Linked DNA regions of Mus musculus: regions 2, 3, 4, 5 and 6 are each linked to region 1. Evidence: chromatin contacts called from public Hi-C and HiChIP or PLAC-seq data. All regions are on one chromosome and are shown on one strand. Each heading gives the region's core, a stretch centred on a gene start, on an enhancer-like site or on the middle of the called end of the contact. The rest is flanking DNA. Distances are from core to core; before and after follow the strand shown. Region 1 holds the start of Syt1 (synaptotagmin I). Region 2 overlaps Nav3 (neuron navigator 3). Region 3 overlaps Nav3 (neuron navigator 3). Region 4 overlaps Nav3 (neuron navigator 3). Region 5 has its middle 67 kb from the start of Gm40757. Region 6 has its middle 25 kb from the start of Gm40757.

Evidence for each region. Hi-C and Micro-C count contacts between places; a contact is called where the count stands out from the background. HiChIP or PLAC-seq counts read pairs in DNA pulled down with a chosen protein or histone mark.
Region 2: a Hi-C map of olfactory sensory neurons shows a contact between it and region 1, with 4 times the contacts expected there. The contact joins the enhancer-like site here to the promoter of Syt1 in region 1. A contact is called at or near these places in 6 of 39 promoter capture datasets (the 3T3-L1 cell line, embryonic stem cells, hippocampal neurons and 2 more), 3 of 484 Hi-C or Micro-C datasets (cerebellum, cerebral cortex and olfactory sensory neurons) and 2 of 115 datasets of contacts at active chromatin or transcription factors (astrocytes and forebrain).
Region 3: a Hi-C map of cerebellar granule neurons shows a contact between it and region 1, with 2.6 times the contacts expected there. The contact joins the enhancer-like site here to the promoter of Syt1 in region 1. A contact is called at or near these places in 12 of 39 promoter capture datasets (the 3T3-L1 cell line, 3T3-L1-derived adipocytes, the C10 cell line and 7 more), 3 of 484 Hi-C or Micro-C datasets (cerebellar granule neurons and cerebellum) and 4 of 115 datasets of contacts at active chromatin or transcription factors (SST interneurons, embryonic basal ganglia, embryonic forebrain and 1 more).
Region 4: a contact with region 1 is called in an H3K4me3 HiChIP or PLAC-seq map of forebrain, with 7 times the contacts expected there. The contact joins the enhancer-like site here to the promoter of Syt1 in region 1. A contact is called at or near these places in 6 of 39 promoter capture datasets (the 3T3-L1 cell line, cranial neural crest, embryonic stem cells and 2 more), 2 of 484 Hi-C or Micro-C datasets (cerebellar granule neurons and cortical neurons), 6 of 115 datasets of contacts at active chromatin or transcription factors (SST interneurons, VIP interneurons, embryonic forebrain and 3 more) and 1 of 9 other capture datasets (embryonic stem cells).
Region 5: an H3K27ac HiChIP or PLAC-seq map of SST interneurons shows a contact between it and region 1, with 9 times the contacts expected there. The contact joins the enhancer-like site here to the promoter of Syt1 in region 1. A contact is called at or near these places in 11 of 39 promoter capture datasets (the 3T3-L1 cell line, the C10 cell line, cranial neural crest and 5 more), 6 of 484 Hi-C or Micro-C datasets (the AtT-20 cell line, cerebellar granule neurons, cerebellum and 2 more), 8 of 115 datasets of contacts at active chromatin or transcription factors (SST interneurons, VIP interneurons, embryonic forebrain and 5 more) and 1 of 9 other capture datasets (adipose tissue).
Region 6: a contact with region 1 is called in a Hi-C map of cerebellar granule neurons, with 2.8 times the contacts expected there. The contact joins the enhancer-like site here to the promoter of Syt1 in region 1. A contact is called at or near these places in 10 of 39 promoter capture datasets (the 3T3-L1 cell line, 3T3-L1-derived adipocytes, the C10 cell line and 5 more), 1 of 484 Hi-C or Micro-C datasets (cerebellar granule neurons) and 3 of 9 other capture datasets (adipose tissue, liver and pancreatic islet).

The regions. Positions count from the first base shown.
Region 1 is chr10:109,009,313-109,012,850 of GRCm38.p6, reverse strand. Syt1 (synaptotagmin I) reads left to right here and starts at 1,876. Exons shown (of 11, transcript NM_009306.3): 1 at 1,876-2,275.
Region 2 is chr10:109,862,333-109,865,870 of GRCm38.p6, reverse strand. Nav3 (neuron navigator 3) reads left to right here. Exons shown (of 38, transcript NM_001368815.1): 7 at 1,980-2,119. Among named protein-coding and RNA genes, the nearest start is that of Nav3, 140 kb to the left of the region's middle. Within about 2 kb of position 1,965, at least 6 of the 459 cell types and tissues checked have an H3K27ac peak or open chromatin away from gene starts, as enhancers often do. A contact at or near this core is called in olfactory sensory neurons, where this site is marked.
Region 3 is chr10:109,740,088-109,743,625 of GRCm38.p6, reverse strand. Nav3 (neuron navigator 3) reads left to right here. Exons shown (of 38, transcript NM_001368815.1): 22 at 948-1,025. Among named protein-coding and RNA genes, the nearest start is that of Gm40757, 140 kb to the right of the region's middle. Within about 2 kb of position 1,730, at least 7 of the 459 cell types and tissues checked have an H3K27ac peak or open chromatin away from gene starts, as enhancers often do. A contact at or near this core is called in cerebellar granule neurons and cerebellum, where this site is marked.
Region 4 is chr10:109,682,908-109,686,445 of GRCm38.p6, reverse strand. It overlaps Nav3 (neuron navigator 3), which reads left to right. Exons shown (of 38, transcript NM_001368815.1): 38 at 2,207-3,538. The coding sequence ends at 2,326. Among named protein-coding and RNA genes, the nearest start is that of Gm40757, 87 kb to the right of the region's middle. Within about 2 kb of position 1,690, at least 76 of the 459 cell types and tissues checked have an H3K27ac peak or open chromatin away from gene starts, as enhancers often do. A contact at or near this core is called in SST interneurons, VIP interneurons, cerebellar granule neurons and 5 more, where this site is marked.
Region 5 is chr10:109,663,245-109,666,782 of GRCm38.p6, reverse strand. No RefSeq gene overlaps it. Among named protein-coding and RNA genes, the nearest start is that of Gm40757, 67 kb to the right of the region's middle. Within about 2 kb of position 1,707, at least 17 of the 459 cell types and tissues checked have an H3K27ac peak or open chromatin away from gene starts, as enhancers often do. A contact at or near this core is called in the AtT-20 cell line, SST interneurons, VIP interneurons and 3 more, where this site is marked.
Region 6 is chr10:109,571,113-109,574,650 of GRCm38.p6, reverse strand. No RefSeq gene overlaps it. Among named protein-coding and RNA genes, the nearest start is that of Gm40757, 25 kb to the left of the region's middle. Within about 2 kb of position 1,585, at least 2 of the 459 cell types and tissues checked have an H3K27ac peak or open chromatin away from gene starts, as enhancers often do. A contact at or near this core is called in cerebellar granule neurons, where this site is marked.

The DNA of each region.
Region 1 (3,538 bases), core at 627-3,126:
TATTATAATGCTTCTCTCATGCACTCATCTTCATTGGAGAATAAAGACAAATACTCAGTTTTTCTACCTGCTTTTACTCTGACCCACTCCACTCCCCCTTCTCTTCAGGCCTCTCCCCTCCTTGGCCAAACATTTCAAATCAACTTACAATGTCTGTTATCTCCTCTTCTCACCTATGAAACTATTTTCAAATAAGGTTTAGGGGCTTTTTTTGGAAAACCGAAGGTGCATATTACATAAAGTTACAAGTTGAAGGTGTATTATTTTCTTAGTTTACCTCTGATTCTAAATTCTTGATAATGCAAACAAAGCCCAAAACAAAAGGGTTCATGTCCCAGAAGGATACATTTATGTGAAAGTGGCCACCTTTGGGCATATATTCTGAATCTTAATCTTAAACATTATATAAATAGAAGAGATTTAATTACAAACCTGAAGAAATGTGTTACTGTTAATTGAATTCTCTCTACAGTTACCTTTGCACACCAGTGTTAATGAAACTCCAGTTCAAAGTGGATGAGTTTGGGGAATTGCGATCGCTATTTATTTCCTTACCTGAGATGCCAGGATCATCCTGTCAGGAAAATAAAGAGCCCAATTAGGGGAGTGCTCATTTGTGGCTATTGATCAACTTTACAAAAACTGCTAAGATTTCCAAGCAAAACAAGAGGTTCTGAGGGCACTGAGCAAGGTCAAGCGAGTGGGAAAGAAAAAAAAAAATCTCTGTTAGTGACAAGAAAGCATTTCACCTGTGGAGTAAAAGGCTCCTGCCCTTGGGAGCTAGACTCCACCCCAGGGCCAGCCAGCCTGCCCTCCCGTCCAAGCCTCTCAGCCTCCCTGTTTGGCATCTCTCGGTATTACCAAGCTATAAATTGCCCAGGAGCTTAGAGACAATCAGGTCACGGCTGCTCTCACGAGGGAAAAGCTTCTTACTTCCGAGCAGAAGGGTTCAGCTAGGAAGAGGAGGGAGAAAGCCCTTTAGTCCCCCACCGTGCGGGCGGGCAAGGGGTGAAGAGAGACGGAGACAGGGGGGGGGGGGGCGAGCACAAGCCCAAGAAGGTGGAAAAAGCGTGCCTAGCAAGGTCGCACTTGACCCAAGTCTCCAAACTTATTGGTCGCTGCATGGAAACTCCCTGGGCGCTCGCTCCATTGCCTAGCAGCTGCAGCTGGGTGGAGCCTCGCTCCTCCGCCCCACCTATGGATGGACCTTGCATACAGCTCTGGTCCACCACACCCTTCCTGGGCGGTCTCTAGACATCTAGCTGCCCTGACATTATCGGAGCCTGGCTTCCCACTCGAGTTCAGACGGAATGATGTGACTGGTCTCCCAAAGCAAGAAGGACCACCTCTATCTCAGTAGTCCTGCTTCCCCACAACTCCGCGGTGTCAAATGGCCAAAGACAAACTTCTGCCTCTCTCGCGTCCCAGCTCCCACCTTTTCAACCTAGAACTCACACATATCGAAACTCCTAGGATGCTGTGTAGATCTGGGCATGCTCAGTATCAAGGCAGGTTTTGATTGAAAGTTAAAAAAAAGCTTTGTATTAGGCTTGCTTCTTATCCAGTGCTTATGGCTTACTGAACAGGTTGAGGGCATTCCCGAGTCTACCCACCGGGTCTAGAAAATTATCTTTTAGTGTTTTCTCTTTGGGATCTGGTCTCCTCTTAGTTCACCCCACCCCCGCCACTCTCCTAAACCCCTCTCCTCAGGTCCCTGTCCGCTGTGGGGATGGAGAGACTCTAACAGTACTGGGCTGGGCTCCGTTGCCTGAGAGGAGCCACCTATTATCAGTGCTCTCTGATTGGCTCTTCTGAGCAGCGTACCTTGGTTGGAACCAATCAAGAGCCGGGGCCGGGAGATGATGGGCGGCCGCCTCCTCACTGGAGGGATTCCTGGAGAAGCTGCAGTGTGGGGATGCTCTGACCGAGTTCAGCCCCCAGTGTCTTTCCTCCTCCTCCTCCTGCAGCGACAGCATCCGCAGTTAGCAGTGGGCAACTTGAGGCTGTAACCGGGGCAAGCCCCCAGGGTCCTGCTCACCCAACAGGGGGCTCAGGTCCCCGAAGGGGTGTGTGCAGGGCGGGGGCGGCCAGCTGGGACCAGCTGGTGGCCCTAGAAAACCTCACCCACACCCACACCCACACACCCCTTTTGTGTTGCAGGCTGCCCCTCTGAGAGCGGAGGCAGCGAGAGAGTACTCGTGTGCCTCGCACCGGTCCGCGGTGAGAGCAGCGGGGACCAAGACTCGCACCATCTCCCGGTCGGTCCTCGCTCCAGGTAAGGCAGCCCCACTGGCAGCGCGGCCACCTCGGTGGTACCTTGGTACCTCTGCGCTTCAATCTGTCGAAGAGACGTAGGTACACTTGATTTGTGGCGATGGGAGACCTAGGGAGGGATCCCCCCGTAAGCCTATTGTGAGAAATGCAAGACCACAAGTGCATCTCCGGGGAAAGCACTTTGCACAGGGCTGGTGATTCAGAACCAGGAGTTGATGTTGGGCATCCCCCATCTTCTTGCTTCTTCCATTCTCTCCTCTGTCCTCCACCCCCCAGCCCCCTCTCTCCTCCCCCTCCTCCTATTCTAAGCCAGTACAGCCCCCCACCCCCAACGGGGGGTGGAGGATTGTCTTTCTTACAGGGAAGAAGGGCAGTGAAGAAGAGAAAAAAGATTTCTTTCTGTTGGAGGGAGGATAGATTGCAACCCCGTGTGAAAATATGAGTCCAGGAAGGGATGAAACCACACAGGGAATTAAACTGAATGAGAGTAGACAAGGAGACCAGCTTCTGCTCTCAGAAAGGAAGTGTCAAATTTGAATCCATCTCCTCCTTGCAAGAGGCTACAAATGGAACAAAAATAACCCAACACTCCAACCCACTTTCAACTGCTTAATTGCTGCTGCTCTCCTGTGCCTGCTATCAGAATCTTCTTGTTTGCATCTGTCCTGTGGGGCTGACAGTTTGGGATAGCACCTCAGGGTCACTGTCTGAACTTTGAGGGCTTGTTGAGTTTGTAAAAATTAAAACTAGATCATCACCCTCCCGAGATTTACCCAGGTAGCCTTTATAGTGGGAGGGTAATAACATGGGAAGTTTCAAAACCTTTCCAAGTGACACCAGAATTATCAGGAGACTTGACTTTTACTTTGATCTTGCTAATCTGGTTAGCCTCTGTGGACTGTGGACGTGTTGATGTCCACTTCCCTAACCTTAACCCTTTGGTGAAACACAGGAAGTTTAACTTTTGTGTTAAAACTGCTTTTGTGCATGAGATTTCATTTTTTTTTATCTTTTTAAAGGCTGCCTCCACATGTCACTGTCTAGATACTAAATTCAAGTCTCAACACACTCTTTTAATATGAAAACACTAAATAGATATAAAATTGATGTTTCTTCAGTTTTCGTGTTCCCTTCAGGAGGTAGATGTAGGTTCAGTTGACAGGATCCTCTTGGACTAGAGGAAAGTTTAGAAAGTAATGGGAGGAAGATAGTCTCACATTTGAAAGATCTTAAGGGGGAAACATTTCTCTTCTCACATCATGTT
Region 2 (3,538 bases), core at 716-3,215, 850 kb before region 1:
CTCTCTCTCTCTCTCTCCCTCCCTCCCTCCCTCCCTCCCTCCCTCCCTCCCTTCATCTCATTTCCCTTTTTATTGCTCTGATGAATGATCGGGGGGGGGGGGGGGGGCTCTGGCTGCCTGGTAAATTAGGGTAATGAGAAGAGCAAATGTATCTTTTAATTTGTTTTAATTTGTTCTTCTGAGGACTGAAGATCACTTAGCTTCCTGGGTCACAGGAAAGATTAAAATGCATCTTAATTGCTTTCTAGAAGTGGGTCAAGTTTCATTGCAACCGGGGCAAGTTCCAGGACAAACTGTTTACACATGAGTTTGGAATGAATTTCAAAGTCTATGGCTATGTCTACAGAAATTGCTCTTATATTTATTGGGATTGGGACATTTGGCCCAATTAATTACTTGACTGCTTTTTGTGGGGAGTAGTCACTGGTACTGTAAATTCCTAATGTGTCTGGTTATGATGTTGTAGTTACAACCCCTTGTTGAGCTATTGGAGAAAAAAAACTAAGAGCTGGATCCATTTGGAAAAGATTCTAATCTTGCGTATGACACAACCTCTAACTAGCAAAATAGGTGAAGAGCCTATTTGTTAGCCATATGTGTTTAAACTCTAAGGTATATTTTAAAAATTGAAACTTTTAACTGTCTGTAACATCTGCCCATTTATTATTTGTATTTTCCTGAAGCTCATTGCATTGTGTGATTCTCCTGTTATAAAAGATACCTTTGTTTTAAGGGTTTGCTATTTTAAAGTCAGGTAGCATAGTGGAGTTGTGTTGAAACCTGTCCTGTTAAATAGATTGACATTTTGGACATAAAACATATAAAAATATTTAAAATTTTTCATTTAAAAAAATCTGTGAAAAGCTCAGCACTGTATTTCTTAGGTTTTGGATCGATCCATCTTTCTGTTCAAACAAGAATTTCCAGTGCAGTGTACAATCTTGTTCACACGGTGGCAGCACATGCCCACAAAGCCTTTGGTATTCCTATCACACATGTCAAAAGCTCCGGTTTTATTTCCTGTGGATTGGCACAACAGTAATGTAAGCTAGAAAATAGGTACAGTTCATGAAATAATTGACACGTGAAATTTTGAAGAAAAGCATAATAAAATGTAAATTGAGCCAAACTGAAACTTAATAGTAGCATTAATTAATCAAAGTGTCAGGTTTCAAGCATCAAGCTACCCTGTTGATAATAGAAATGGGGTGCCTGTCCACATGACTTGTCCTGCATGCATACAATGTCTTGAAACTGCCTTCAGTTCAGGTATATTTCAACTGTGTTCTACTAACAGTGATTTCCTTCCTCAGAGGCTAACATCCTGTTCTTGTCCTATGGGAGGAGGTGGCCACAGGTGAAAAAATCTCAGTTGCCTTTTTAACCAGAGAATGGAAGATTTTTGTGAGACAGCTCAGCTACCTATAGTATAATCATGACTTTGCTTGTGGCATCAAGTATTTATTGTAACTTAGTAGCTTAGCTAGTCAGTAAAAAATTGTTGTTTGCCTTTTGTTCAATAGTGTTTGTTGCCACTAATTTCTAAGTCTTTGGAAAAGCTACAGTAGCTGAAAATATGTTCCATAAACTGAAAGGAAAAATTAAGCAACTGCATATATCTAAGTAATATCACAGAAACTCTATAAGGTTAAATCTTACTGTTTTTCCTTGTCATATAATTTTACGGTGTTTTCAGTATAAACTTATATTCATTTAAGTAAGGTTATTTTTATAGTTAAAGTCTGCTTTATTTTATTTTTCCTATTTCGAGGACATTCTTATTGAGAAGTGTTACAAGATTTTTCTGATCGTCTCTTACTTTGTGTCCAGCCGTTTATCACTGTTTATCATTTTCTGTTAAGTACGTCATAGTTGATCCTGTATTGTGGGTTCTGTACCACCGCTTCTCGCTCACTCGTCCCTTCCCCTTAACTTCTGGAGTACACACTAATGATGTAATGTTTTTTATGCTATTTCAGGCTTCCAGGGCCCTCTAGGGTGCCAGCTGCGAGCAGCAGCAACAAGGCTCAGGGAGCCTCCAATCTCAATAGGAGAAGTCAGAGCTTTAACAGCATTGACAAAAACAAGCCTCCAAATTATGCAAATGGAAATGAAAAAGGTAAGTGTGTACCTGTCATGTCATCCTGCCCGGAGCCCAATGCATGTCTGGTGAATTGGCACACAATGCTTTTAATAGTTGATCAATGGAGCAGCTCGGGGGCTGGAATGTTATCAGAAGTTTCCCAATCCCCACCATCATGAATTCCAGTTTCCTTCTGGACCTTTCTATTCTGCAGAACATTTTAAGGGAATGAGATCTGTACTTTAAAATATATTGTTCACTACAGAGCCAAGCCTAAAATCTGTTTCACAAAAAAATAGTTACCCCAGATGCATATAAATAGCATTTTCTTATGTCTTTCAAGTTTTAAAGAAATTTCGTCCTAAAATCAAAATGCTATTTCTAATTGACTTGAGTCCTCATGTCACTTATCATACATGACAAAATGTGGGGAGCTGTTAGGGTGGATGCATCCAAAGTTGAGACACAATGGGCAGGCTATGGTCCTGATACCTGTCATCTCTAAACCAGGAGGATAAGGCAGACGGCTCCTTCACATTTGAGGCCATTGTGGGCCTATATAGTAAGTCCCTAATTAGGCAAGATGATGGAGTATGACCATGATTTAAAACAATAAGAACTACAAATAGCGGATATATGTTTGTGATAAACAACTTTTATTTGAAAGTAGCAGTTGTTGTAAATGTTATGACCTCGGCTTTCCCCAAGCACAAAATTGTCTGTATCCATGTTTTCTTAAAAATAAATACTTAATAAAAATATAAAATCACAAAAATGAATATGTAAAAAAGACAAGAGTATGGGCACATGAATGCTAGCTTATAGATGATCTGCATGCCACACAGTTCTCTACGATGTGCAAAATATACATTTTAAAAGATACTGGCTTGGACCTGCCCCTTTTGGACTAGGGACTAATTGAATGGATGTGTCTCTTGTAAACCAAATCCTGGGGGAATCAAGAAGCCGGGCTTTGTAAATACTGCGGCTACTAGAGCAGGGTTTCTAAGTCAGTAAAATTACTATTTCTATTCATAGGATCCTGCCTTATGTAGGAGAGTATATTAAATTAAGAAGTGATTCCTCTGTCTAATCAATACAACTACCAGGACGTTTAATTTGAATAGTTAAACCAAGTGTGTGCTACTTTGCACAGGTTAGATGGTCACCACTTGATTCAGTATGTACATAGGCTGGGTTCTCTCCTTCAGACAACAACAGGAAGAGGACAGTGTTGGAGGAGGTGCTTTTTGTGACAACCTTTCCTTTTGGCTGAGGCAAATTTTAGAAGATTATAATCCCTAGAGAGCAAAGTGGCAAATCCCTGAAATCCTCACCATTTTTACGTCCAGTGGTGAGACGGGACGTGGAAGTATAGTACTGTGTATTTTGGAGTCTAAGGATTTAAAATTAAGAATAAAGTCTCCTTCTGTAGACAAGTGTTTGAGCATTCAA
Region 3 (3,538 bases), core at 481-2,980, 730 kb before region 1:
ATATCACTGTTTGTGATTCCTGGTAACATGAGATGTGATGGACTAAAATGCTAAATATGATATGATATTAACTTATCTGTGATATTAAAGTGAAATTCCATATTAAGAAAACCACTTCACCTTTATTTTGTTGTGTTTCTCTTTTAGTGAAGTGTCCTATATTCTCCCTTATTTTATAGTTTGGATACTTACAAAACCTTTCTGCTCAGAGCTAAGTCAGTGAATATAGGTCATTCTAGGAAGCATTACCTAGGAATTATCTATTCTCCATTAAGGTCCCATCCCATAAAATTATTTCTTACTGTGCATGGTGATACCTGCTTATAATTCCTGCACTCTAGAACCTGAGGCAAGATAATCACATATTTGAGCACAGCCTTGGTTGCATGATAATATCCTATCTCAAGAAGAAAAAAAAGTTTTCAAATATTGACTCATTGAGTATTTAAATCAAGGTTTTGTATATTATAAGATATACTATACTTTTGAAAAGTCTTACAAAATATAGAAAACTAAAATATATGTGTTATGCATCTGAGATTTTCAGAAAAATTGCAAGGTGAATCATTTGCATTAAAAAAATCAAGAAAAGTTTGTAGATGTTATTTATGAATTTTAAAATGTTATTTTATGCTTGAGTATTTATCACAGTAATGTTTTAGAAGGAACAGACTCCACAGAGGCAGTGAACTATTTCATGAGTCCTACAGGGCTTACAAGGTGAACCAATTATATAGTTTGATGAGCAGGTTTTATTTCCCAACATGGAAGTTTTAGAAATTCAGTCCTCTCTCCATAAGTAGCACTTGTGAGCCATGATATAGCTGGCATCCACCTCTCTTTAAGGAGTTGTTAGTGAGTCATCTGTGTTTGCTATACTTAGTTTCTTGTAATAAAGCCTTCGCTTTAATGGCTCATTGAGTATATTGGACTTTTTAATTGCACAGCAAATCCATAAGCTACGGAGAGAACTGGTTGCCTCCCAGGAGAAAGTCGCTACCCTCACGTCTCAGCTGTCAGCAAATGTAAGTTGCCTTTTATCGTTTAAAGACATCAGAACAAAGTTTTGCCTCATTAGAGGGAATGGTCTTATCAACAAAGTTGAAGCGTCCAGAGTTATGCAATGTAAGGTCCTGGAAAGGAGAATTCATATGAAGGTGAAACTTTCTTCCCACTCACTAATAGACTACAAATCCAAACGGATGAGTGACAGCATGGTAAAACAAAGCAAAATAAAGAAACAAACGAACAACAACAACAACAGACAGTGCCTACGTTAGAAAATTACAAACTAAAGTAAGGACTACACATGTTACCTCTCTTCTTACTTTGTCTTACATTCGCCATTTCACATGCAGGAAATTTTCCTAAGCCAAACTTTCATAAGGGCTGTCGATATTTGACTTTGGAAGTCATAATATTCTTGTGCCCTGTCTCTTTCAGCAATTCACGGAGCCTATAATATAGTCTAAAATCAAATAACTCTAAAAACAATGGTTTGGCTCCATTGTACATTAAAGGCAGCTCTCTCAAAATACATTGGCTGCCTTCTTAGAGCAGCTTAGAAGAATCCACATTTGCTGGCAGGAAAGCAACTTACATTTGTGAAAACAGAAACAACAAAGACTACCAATTACATTAACCTTTTTCTATTGAATGTCTTTCCCCACTCTCAGGAGGATTTGGCATAGCGCAGCTATGACACAGGAGAGCATGTGGCATTGTGCCCAGTCCTAAGGAGCAATATGTGAGAGGCACTGCAGCAGGTGTCAAACCCCTGTGACGCTGCCATATGCCCTCTATCTTCTTAGCTCACTCCTGCTGGGTGGCTTTGGACTTCTCCCTCTCTTACCACTGTTGCATCTTTGCTCCTCCAAGGAGATTATTTTTCCCCTCCTAGACAAAGCATGGCATATCAAAACTGAACAGGTGCAGGCCCATAGTGTATGACCTTGTGATATGAATCCACAGGAAATAAGTCACTTCACTCACAGTGAATTGATTTTTAGCTCTGTGTCTGAGTTAACATTTCGTTTTAACTTCAGGGAAATGATATTGATGTGAGATAAACTATTACTGTTCTTAAAGCTTGTTAGGAGATGCCTAACAATTAGAATACATTTCTTTTTTCTTGCTAGAAAATAACATTTTTTTTATCCACTGTGATTCTCTAACTTTAAATATTAAAGAGATAGTTTTGAGACAATTGTAAATTTTGTGCTCTAGCTGTGGGGCTACAGAACTGCTTAGTTTCTGGACTTGTTCGCAGAGGACAAGGATCAGTATAAAAGCCACAGGCACACTGGATTGCATTTATCTTCAGTGAGGAAGTTTCACCAACCAGTTCATCCATCTGTGGTGATCACGGTTTATTGCTGTATCTTTGTCTGCTTTTGTGATACTCCGGATGGATACGCCAGGCAAACATCTTATGGCCTGAGCTACATTCAGTCCTAGAGGTTTTGTTTCGTTTGGTTTAGCTTTGTTGTTGTTGTTGTTGTTTTGTTTTGTTTTGTTTTGTTTTTTCAATTTCTATCTGTAAATAAAGACAGATCTTTTAATTAAAAGTCATATAGCCTATGACCTGAACTCCAAGCTATGTTACTCTTTACTTATGAACTTATTCAGATAGTAAGTAAACTGTGTGTTTGGTTAAATATGGAGAAATCCACAGGGAGGTTTGTTATATGAACGTGTAGTCTGCATCCTTCCCAGACACAGGTTTTGATGAGTATTTGTCAATTAAGGATCATTAAGAAACATTCACTTCCTCTGAGTCTATGACCACCCGTGTTAGATCCTAATGACATCACCTGATTAACTTCATTTTTGTGATTTTTGTGTTCCATGCTGGGACTTGACATTAATAAATCTTTTTCAACTTGTTCTGTGACTGTTCGATGGAGCAGAGTGATAAATCAGGAAGGTGTCCCAGGGGGCACTCTTCTCATTTGATGAGCAGAATAAAGTCCCAGCCGGTGCAGCAGTCACACAGTAGGCCTTCACTCCTTACAGACTTGCTCTGAAAGCAGTTGCACTGAGCCACAAGGGACTGTAAAGAAAGCTTATTCTGCTAGAGCAGCTCAGAAGAGAGCAAGGTCACTATGGCAAATGCTCTCTCTTGGCCTCCTCTGAGTCATTATCCCTCCAGCAAATAGAAGAAAGCAAAGGAAGATCCCTGCCAGCTCCGAGCTGATGCACAGGGTCGCATGTATAAGCCAGATACCTAGGGAACTCTCTCACACATATTCATGCCAAGTAGGATGGATGCTTTCTCTTTCTCTCTATTTCCTTCTTGGGCATGACAAGTCTCGGCCCTTAGAAAATTCTGAAACATGAAACAAAACCCACTATTGCTGACATTTTTCAAAGGCACTCCCAAGGGAGTGTGCAATGAAACAAAAGGTAATTTTGTCTTCGGGAAATAAATATTTTTAACTAAACGTTTCTTAGCTCCAATATTTTCTGAGATTGTGCTCCATTCGTTTGCTCTTTTCAATGTATTTTCATGTATAATCCAGCAGTTTCTTCTGCTTTT
Region 4 (3,538 bases), core at 441-2,940, 670 kb before region 1:
ATCCCCGGATATGGCAGTCTCTAGATGGTCCATCCTTTTGTCTCAGCTCCAAACTTTGTCTCTGTAACTCCTTCCATGGGTGTTTTGTTCCCAATTCTAAGAAGGGGCGAAGTGTCAAGTGGATATTAGCCCAGAAACTTAGAATACCCAAGATATAATTTGCAAAACACATGAAACTCAAGAAGAATGAAGGCCAGTGGGTATTTTTGACTAGTGTTTTATCTGTTTAGATTTGTAGTATCTTAAGGTCTTTCTAGTAACAGAGCAGAGGGCGGAACATGGTGTTGGGGTAACTGGCAGTGGGAGACACACAGAGGAACATGGTAAAGTAATAGGTATTATCTTGGCTGTGGGTCTACAGAGGATGCAAAGGAGACCAGGGGAAAATGATGTCCAGAGACTCTACGTTGATCATAATGATAATTGAGTGATATGTAAACCTACCTTCTTTTTATAATGTCCTTTGATTTCAATATGCAAAAGAATAACCATTAGTCACAGAGTAAATCTCATTGTGTGTGTTTACTACAGATTTCAGATTGGGAAATTATGCTAATTGAACCTACTATATAGCAGCATTTCTTTTATTTATTATTTTATGTCTATGAATATTTTGCTTGTGTGTTTGTTTGTGTGTGTGCGCGCGTGTGTGTGCGCACATATGCATGCATGTGTACCATATATGCCTGGTGCCCAGTAGGGTCAGAGGATGTTGTATCGTCTCTTTTAAAGTCAGGAGGGTGCTCAGACACGGTCCTCTTTAATAAATCAGCTTCTTTAATGCTTTAAGCTTCAGACATTTTCACAAACTACTTTCATCCCATATTCTTGTGTAGGTGGTTTAATACATTGTAGTAGTTATGGCAGAAATGCTATTGAAAAAAAAATGTCCTGAAAACTATCAAAATGATTTCAAAATACTCTCTAACCATAGCCTCTGTGTCCAAACGACATTCCTGCTGGAATTGATGGTTATCAGCTCATTACTTATTTCCCAAGCACTTATCCAACACATGGTTTCTTTTTCTTTTTTTTTTTTTCTTTTTTTTTTTTCTGACATACAAATATCCATAGCCTGATTACAGACCAAGAAACCTTGTTTTAGATATCCTCTCTCTATTTCTCTGAGTTGAAAGATAAAAGACAACTTTGATTGCTGAGGAGAAAAAAAAAAACTATAGTTAGCATTTGGCACTAAGAAATATAAAGTTTACTGTACTGTTAGAAACCCTCAATAAGAAAACAAGCCCCTGACCCTCAAGAAGACAGGTGCCAATTACCCTGTGCCTTCCGAAATTGTCCAGCCATCGATTTGCCCAGACTGGTTTTAAACATTCTTTTTTCCCTAGCTCCTGTCTCTAATAGTGGAACTGCAGATCTATTGAAATCCAAGCCTTTTATTTTATAATACATTGGAGAGCTCTCCTTCTCCCCGGGTGCTTTCAGGCACAAGTCCCCTCTACTGGAACAAACGCTACCGTTCCCCTAGGACGCTGAGACGCCTGAGACAGCCGCTATTGTTCCAGGAGGAGGCTTTTGTTCTCAGTGATGTATCAATCATATTTCAGCTAGAGCCTCGGTGACAACAAACACTTGACAGTGATTCTTTCCTTCTCCCTCTTCAAATGCTCACGGTCTGCTTCCTCCAGTTACCCCCTCTGGAGGTCAGTTCCTGAACAACAGATGGTGTGTGCTGTGTGCAGCAGCTGGCTTCATTCCACTCCGTTGTCTCCTGCTTCTCTCAAGGGACAATGCTTGCAAGCCTCTATGCTGTGTGTGTGTGTGTGTGCGCGCGTGCGTGTGTGCGTGCGCGTGTATGTGTTTGTGAATATTCACAACTTTCATTTGCCATTCAGTGCTCTCTGTTTCTCCCAGCCAAAAAAGTGGGGAAGCCTGGCTTGCTCTCCAGCAACTAACCCAGATGTCCAGCTGTGATAGGGTTTCCTTTCCAGTTTCCCCGCTGAAGTAGCATTCATTCACAGCCCCACATAAAAGAGTTATCTTACGGCCCTATTTTGTTCTTCTGGAGAGAAACAATTTAAGAGCCAGGTCGGGCGAGCGAAAACCCATAACTGTTATGTGCATTTTCATTTGGATGGGATGAGCAGACACAGTTCTACTGAGATGGCTCAGGGCCCTGCTCGTTCTGGGGCTGGCTGACTCAATGCATGGTTGCTCACAGGGATGTCTCTTTTCCTTTCTTCAGATGAATATGCTAATGAAGCTCCAAGAAGCCGCCAATTACCCCAGCACTCAAAGCTGTGACGGCGATAGTGTCAGCCACCGTGAAGACATTTTGGATACATCTATTGAATCCACCCTCTAAAGGGTGAACGAGTTAGGCAAAGGACTATGCTTTTCAAAAGGTGTTTTAAAAGACAGGTATTGTCACTAAACCACTGCCAGTATGAAAAGTCCCCTGTCCAGGGCCCTGGCCCAGAGTTGTGGTGTCCACGGAGGTAGCAGAATTAGGTTGGAACTGACAAGATGCTAAATTGAAATGGGAGCTTAAGTTTACTTTATTCCCAGGCATTTTTATAACCATGGAGTTCGCAACGGCTCCATTGCTTGACTGGAAAGGGCCCTAAAGACGGGGCAACCGAGTAGATTACACACGGGATAGTGAGACTGGACTTTATTTTCTTCCTCTTTCAAAGTTTACAGTGCAGGCCTATTTTTTTTCTTTTTCTTCTTTTTCTTTTTCGTGCCTTTCTTTTGTTTCCTCGGGGCGGAGGCTGCCCTTCTCAGGCAGGATCCTTCTGATCCATGGAACTTCCTTTGTGCCACATGGTGCTGGTGACAGGGCCCCAGTAGAGTTTGGGCTGTGTGCTCCCTCACTGCAGAATGAACCCACGAGGCCAGTCCTCCATAAGCACAAAAGGAATTGTGCACCCACCGCAAAATAAAATCGCCTGTGGCCAACGGGAAGGACCAGCTTCCTTCTAACTGCCGTGCGCTCCTCCTGAAGGGCGCTACCCTCACTTAGGGTATGAGTCATGGGTTTTATAAGGTTGTTTTTACCACAGTGGTCTTTTCAAACCACCTGCCAACTCCCTGAACCAGAGTTTTATACCAATTATTAGTCAACACTGACAAAAGGCTTTTTAGGGCTTTGTTTGTTTGAGCCTTTTCAGTGAAAGAAGGAACATTTTCTATGGTGCTGTCTCACTGCCTTAAACCAGACTTCTCCAACAGTTTCAACAGTTCGTTTCAACACTAAACCATTGGTAATTTCCACTGTCTCTTCATTGACAACCAAGCAACACACCAGTTAACACAGCAGCCTCATTTTCTGTATATCATCTTTTTAAATTTTCCTTTTCTTGAAGAAATGGATAGGAGAAAGATCAGTATTTTTTATCATATGAATAGAGATTTCTTTGCCTATCCTGCAAATAATTCGAGAACCATAGAACCCTTCCTTGGCCATCACTTAAAAGCAGAGACATGTGGCTGCATTCTGCCTAGTTCTAAAATGAGAGCATTTCTGAAGGTGGGAGATTCCTAATCTGGATCCAGTTGAACTACAAGTACTGGA
Region 5 (3,538 bases), core at 458-2,957, 650 kb before region 1:
ATTACAAATGAATGATAAGTCATAAACTCTTTTGAGTGATATAAGCAAAATTATAAAATGGTCTGGAAAAAGTACACAGGTCCTTTTGTTCTGACCCTTGATGATGGGAGGTCACAGATGAGGACACGCCCTCTGGAAGCAATGGTATGGTGTCAGCAGAGAGCAATGTTAGCAACTTAACCACAGACATTTAACCTCCAGATCTGAAAAGTATGACCTGAGCCCACCAGAATAGGGTCCTAAATGGTGAGTTGAAGAAGAGTAGACCCACTGTGAGAAATAAAGAAGATGGATAGCTAGGACCCAGCCTTGTACAAGTGAGTTTATTGAGTCTCTCATCTTATATACTGTTTGTAGGGGGAAGATGGGCCCAAGGTCAGCAGAGAGCTAAATCAAACAATGTTGGCAAAGAAAACACAGGATATCTCAGACAGAGATGCCTTAGCACTGATAACTACAGCCCTCCAAGGGAGAAAGTCAGGTTTCCAGGAACCAAAACCTTAAAGGGCCCAGGCTCCAGCCCCCAGCCCCCAGCCCCCAGCCTCCAGCCTCCAGAATGGACCTGGCCAAGTTGACCCTTGCAAGGACACAGAATTAACATCCCCTTTTAACCTTACCTGGAGGCCTCTGAGAAAGTCTTCAGTTGGTTTGGCTCCCAATAGATATGCGGATCTCATAAACACCCAGTCTCTAAGACTTGTATACAGTAGCCTTAACAGCGACCTTTCCCTGTTACCAGTGTATGTGACTTTAGGCAAGTTATTTCTAAACCCCGTTTTCTTACCATCATATAAAATGACAAGAATGATAGGGATGGGTTAATATGTTCATATTCAATTAGAATATGCCTAATGCAACTGTGCAATAAATATCAGTCACTCTGCTGCAGCAATCCAGGCTAGAGCTAACACTGAGGTTCCTAAAAAGTAAATAAGTAAATAAATAAATGAATAAATTAACTGGTAGGAGATCATTTTTTTAATTTTAATTTTTAAAGTATGTTATTGTCATTTGCTGTTCTAGGGAAAAGGCACAATTTATCTGCCTAAGTTCCTCTGACATCAGTGGTTCTCAACCTTCCTAAGGCTGTGACCATTTAACACATGTCCTCATGTTGTGCTACTTTAATTATTTTGTTGCTACTTCATAACTGTAATGTTGCTACACTGACAGCACCATATAAACATATGATATGCAGGATATCTGATATGTGACCCCTGTGAAAGGGTCACTACCCACAGCTTCGTATCAAATTTCTTGCCCTCTCTCTTCCATGGCTTCATGCCTTGCTTGCGGCTCTACAGCACAAACCCTAATCTGGTTTATCTCTGTTAAGGCCCTGAAAAAGGAAGTATGGACGTTTACTCTTAAATGTAGATCTCAGTCTAGGCTGTTTTCTATCTGGCCAATCCACTTTTTGGATATCTGTCCAGCCGGTAGGTGCCTAGCTATATCAAACAGCAGTTGCTGGCTTAGATGGTTGTGTCCCCAGTGGCAAAAAAAAGATGCTCGCATACATAGCTCCTCTTCTCCCTCCCGGCGTCTGAAGAAAGATGGTTGGCTGGCAAGTTCTTTTGCCGTCTCATTTCCTCTTCCGGTCATTGGAGCTTTGGGCTGTGTCTTGCACAGCACGGGACCCATGAGGATGATAGTCTAAAATGAAGAGCTCTTTCCTTGCACTGCCGAGTATGTCCAGTAGGGGGCCCAGCCTACACTTTCGCAGATGAATGAGGAAGTACTTTGAAGACGCTTTTCTAACTGCTTTGGATGAATGCAGTAGAATCATATTAAATCATCGGAACGTCTTTTGTTATGTTGATTGTGTCCTGGTTTTCTGTTTGAATTGGATGGAGACTTAAAAGATCTGAGTGTCTCCCTCAGCGATGTGCATGTGATTCTCTGCAGCAGCTCTCAGAGCTAGATCAGCCCTTTCCTTAGTAAAACAGCTCAGCCTCAGGACCTGCAATTTACTCTAGTGTCCTTTTTTTCCTCTGTTACACGCTGTCCTTTAAAATGTCATTCCTTGTTTGATAAGAACAAAAGAAAGAGAAAATGCTCTTAGTATCCGTCAGTCTGAGCTCAAGTGCTCTCTCTTGGACTGTCTCCTGTTCCATTTGCAAACATCTGTCATCTTTCCTTGCTGGCTTCTTTCTTGTACACCCCTGCCCCAATATATCCCTCCCTTCCTTACCTTGCTTGGATTTTCTTTCTTTAACTACACTTAGTTATAACTATTCCAGCCTTCGCCTTTTCAGAAGTCTCTCCAGGTTTTTCTTCTCAAGCATGTTGGGACTTGGTTGCAATCTTCAAGTTATATATTTTTCAAAAACAAAACAGGTGACATCTTCCTGTGTTGGGGGGAGAGAACGTGACTGCTTTCACTCAGTCGTTTTCTGAAGCTCGCAGAATAAATGAGAGCACTTGGAAGCAGAATGCACTTGCCAGTGAAACTGTTTTATGACGGGGGGGGGGGGTAGCTTTTCAGTTTGTGGACATTGCGTTCTGTATGAAGAACATCTGCACGACCTTTGCTGTAAAATGCTCACCTCTGCCAGACTTAGATGCTGAGGGGACCCACACAAGAAATGAGACCCACCATTTTATATAGACAGTCTTGTGTCAGTAATTTTTTTTAAATGACACTTAATGCATAGGTGTCAACATTGATAAAAGCAGCCTAAATGTAATGGGCTAGATTAAAGCATGTGATACATGAGGAAATACGTCTGTTAAAATATGTTCGTAAATAGTAACATAAGGTGTCAGTGGTCTGGTCAGCACAGTTGTCTCGTGCTTTGCTTTCTACAAGTCTTTCATATCCTTAAAATGTTAATGAATGCAATTATACTTCTGTAGACTATTGAGTCTTTGGGTCATGGGAAACTTCCTGAGGTTACATATATTGGCTGAGAAAACAGCAGTTAAAAGTAAATTTCGGGTTGGTGAGATCTCAGTAAAGTGTTTGCCTTGGAAGCATTTGTTAGGAAAAAAAAATATATGCATATATATATATATATAAAATGTTTATATGTATATGATGTATGTGTATGTGTATATGTAAATGTATGTATATATTATCCATACATACCTTCTGGTTCAAGAACAGAATTTTTGGGCTGGTGAGATGACTCAGCAGTTAGGAGCACTGGCTGTTCTTGTAGATGCCCTGAATTGAATTCCCAGCAACCACATGGTGGGTCACAACCATCAATAAAGGGATCTGATACCCTCTTCTGGCATGCAGATGTGCATGCAGACAGAGCACTCATACATAGAAAGAACAGAAGGGGGGAGAGGGAGAGAGAGGAAAGAGAGAGAGATGGGAACAAATACAGACTTCTGCAGCCAGACATTGTACAGAAAACGAAAGACTTTGAAATATTCAGCCCTAAACGTGGGGGGGCGGGGCACGTTGCATGGGGGCGGGGCTCAGTCAATCAATTGATTGTCTCAATGAATCCCTCCCCTCAGGGCTCAGGAAATCCACAGAAAAGGAGGCAAAAAGAATGTAAGAGCCAGAGGGAACAGAGGACACCAA
Region 6 (3,538 bases), core at 336-2,835, 560 kb before region 1:
CTCTGATTTCCTAGGTGAGAAATGAATTGCTTTGTCTGGTTGTAGTATCACTTTGTTAGATGCCTATATAGTTATCATTCTTTTTCTTGAACTTATCCATGGACACAATTGTCTTCTGACCTCTGGCTTATGGGGAATACAATTTTATAAAGGAACAAAGAAGGCAGAGTCCCCTTCTCCCCTCATAGACCCACATTAAGACTTCTGTGAAGTTGTTTGATTTTGAGTTTAAGATCGTTTATATTTCTTTGCACCTAGAACCTTTCCGCAGTAAGGCAATTATTCTTCTGAAATTTCAGTAAACTACGGAATTTTTTTTTTTTCTTCTGACTCCCGAGACCCTATTTTAACAAAGACTAAGAGTAACAAATTTCAGCTTTTGCCTTGTCCAAGGCAAATGTAGAATACTATTTCTTTCTTGGCATAGGGCCTTCACATTGCCAGAATATTTTATTCTCTTCTTGGGAGCCTAGTTTCAGCAAGCAACACTGAACTCTATTCTGTGGAATGCTCAGCCAATTCTCAGGTGTGATCTTTCGGTTGTCAAAGGTGAAGGTCTGTAGCATTCCCATTCTAAGTGAGAAAATGCTTTTACTGACCTGATGAAATACACCACTGAAGACCGCCTATTACATCAAGACCAAGGGCTAGAAATGGGGGATATAAATACACTTGAGGAAAATCATAACTTTGACCTTCTAGTCTCAGAACTCTGGGGATGTGGAGAGGCAAAAATAAATGTCTGAATCTCCAACTTCTAATCCAGGGGGTCATATTCATGGCATGCTTGATCTGAAGTATCTCTGTGTGTGTTGTTTGTTCGATTATATGTTTTATCGATTGATCTTTTAAAAGATATGTCTCATATAGGCCAGGCTCGGCCTCTTAACTCATGAGTTAACTAAGGATGACCTTAACTCCTTAATCCTGCTTCTACCTCCCCCGTGAATTGCAGGCACATACTGCCATGCCTTGTTTATAGAGGATAGAACAAAGCATTCAGACATGTTAACTAGTATTCCAAGAGCTATCTGTCCAGCCCTGAAAGATCTCTCTTTTGAGACTGACTCCTCTAGTCATCATATATGCTTTAAATGAGATTTGGCTAGTATCCCTTGCCCTAATAGGACTATTTAATCTGACATATACATATGTTCATTTGGTTTAGGATGGTGCCGCCAAACATTTCTCCAAAGAGATCGTGACATTGGCTTTTTGACAGTAGCTGCTGGAGCCATGATAAGAAAGCTTCTCAGGGCCATAGAGACTCATTGGCAGAGTACTGAACCGTATCAGTGACATCTGCCGTGTGTACCACAGGGGTGTTAAACCACCCCACTTGCCCTTCTATTAAACATAACTAACTCAAATGCCTACCTTCAGGAAAGAATGGTAAACCAGCTTTTTCAGTTGCTTTGTAAGATTCAATCTTAATAAATAAACTATAGATGAACATTTTATTCTCATGGCAAAGATACAACAGTTCATGTGTCAATAAAGAAAAATAAGACTCAACCCTAGGTCAGTCTCATCAGTGTGAGCTGAACACAGGTTTACAGTTCTCCATGACTTTGTCTCTTGGTAAGTAAAATTGGATGACACATGTCTTTCCTTAGAAGATAGCACTAAGGCTATTTGCAACCTTAGGCTCCAAGACAAGCGCTTGGCTACACATTAGATTTCATTATCAACAGAAATTACCAGGATGGTAAGGGAAGCAGATTTTTTTTCTCAAAGCCCACATTTATAATCCTTGTTATCTTTGACCACAGTAATGACAAAGAACACCAATAGAATGAAGAGCTTGGTTACTAGAGCTCTTTGTATAAACTGGATCAAAAACTGTGAGACATCTAGAATATGTTGTGATTTCAGAAAGTGCAGCATACAAACACATACACACATACAAAATGCATTAGAGACATGTCACAGTGACTCACACACCAGCCGCAAGAGCTCCCAAATGTCGTTAGTAGATCCATTTGATCAAGTATGAGATTTATTTTTACCCAGAATAATAACATTTATGACTGTAAGTCTATATTGATATGAATGAATATATGAATAAATGGAGAGGAATGGAAAAATTCTTCATTATAAAAAAAATGTATGGGCATGTTGTGCCCTCAAAGACATGAAGCAAGCAAGGGTCTCAGGACTGTGAGTGCCAACTATGGCATCTGTTGTTTTATAAACATGGCCGAATGATGCAGCTGATGGAAGCCCCTCAGTGACCCTGCCAAGGTGTTGCCCCTGAGGCATCAGCCATAGACTAGACAGACCTAGTATAAAAGGAAGTTTATTGGGGGAAGGGAGCCAAAGAGTAGAGCTGGGATCTAGAAATGGGAAGACCCAGAGAAAGGGGGACAGAGAAGGACAGTAAAAGAGAGGAGAGGAAAAGAGAAAGAGGAGAAGAGACCAGCTAGGGGAGCATGGGGAAGAAAGAGACAGGTGGTGGGAGTGCAAAGTAAATGGAGAGGAAGAGGGGGGAAGAGAGGAGAGAGGGAGAGATGAACAGCCCTTCCTATACCTGATCCAGGCTCTTACCTGGCTGTTGCTAGGTAACTGTTGGGCAGAGTCTATAGGCATTGCTAACAGTACCCTTCCAAACTGAACTAGAAAGAGGGAGCAAGAGGGAGTGATTACATAGACAAGACAAATAACACCTCAGCCTGATCAAGTTCAACCAAGGATATGGAGCTCTGAGATAAGAGGATAGGCATCATCTTTTAAAACCAAAGGACTTGAGTTACTTATTTCAGTCTTTTTCTCCCAAAACTATATGGCAATCTCATGAGAACAGACATCAGGCAGTCATATTGGAAGGAAAAAAAAGTGTCAGAACTCTTCAAAATCACCAAGATCATTATAGAATAAGTCTGAAAAGTTGTCAGAGCAAAGAGGGACCTGAAGAGACATAGCGAGCACATGGACTGTAGTGTGCTTTATGCATCCTGGAACAGAAAATGATCTTTAAGAAAAAGCAGAAGGAATTGAGTCAACTTTGGGCTTTAGTTGATAATAAATATACCACCATTGGTTCACTAACTAGAAAAGAGTATCTTATTAATGAAAGGTAGTCATAGGGAAATAGGAAAATTTATGGGCATTCTGAAATTTTTCTGTGACTTGGAACTGATCAAATATAAAAACTTATTCAAAGTGGTAGTAATCAGAAGAACAATTTACCATGAGAATTCGAGAACATTCTTCACTACAGATTACTTCTCAGATGGTAAGCTCTGTGTGATTTATGAAGCCTTAGAACAGTAGTTCTCAACCTATGGATTGTGATCCCATTGAGGGATCAAAGACCCTTTCATGGGAGTAGCCTAAGACCATTGGAAATATTGGATATTTGCCTTGCAATTGATAACAGTAGCAAAATTACTGTTGTGAAGTAGCAATGAAATAATTTTATGGGTTGTTTCACCACAACCCGAGGAACTACACTAAAGGCTCGCAGCATTAGGAAGGCTGAGACCCACTGTATAGAAGCATGCTACTCAGAGCCAAATGTGAAAGCCAGAAAAATACA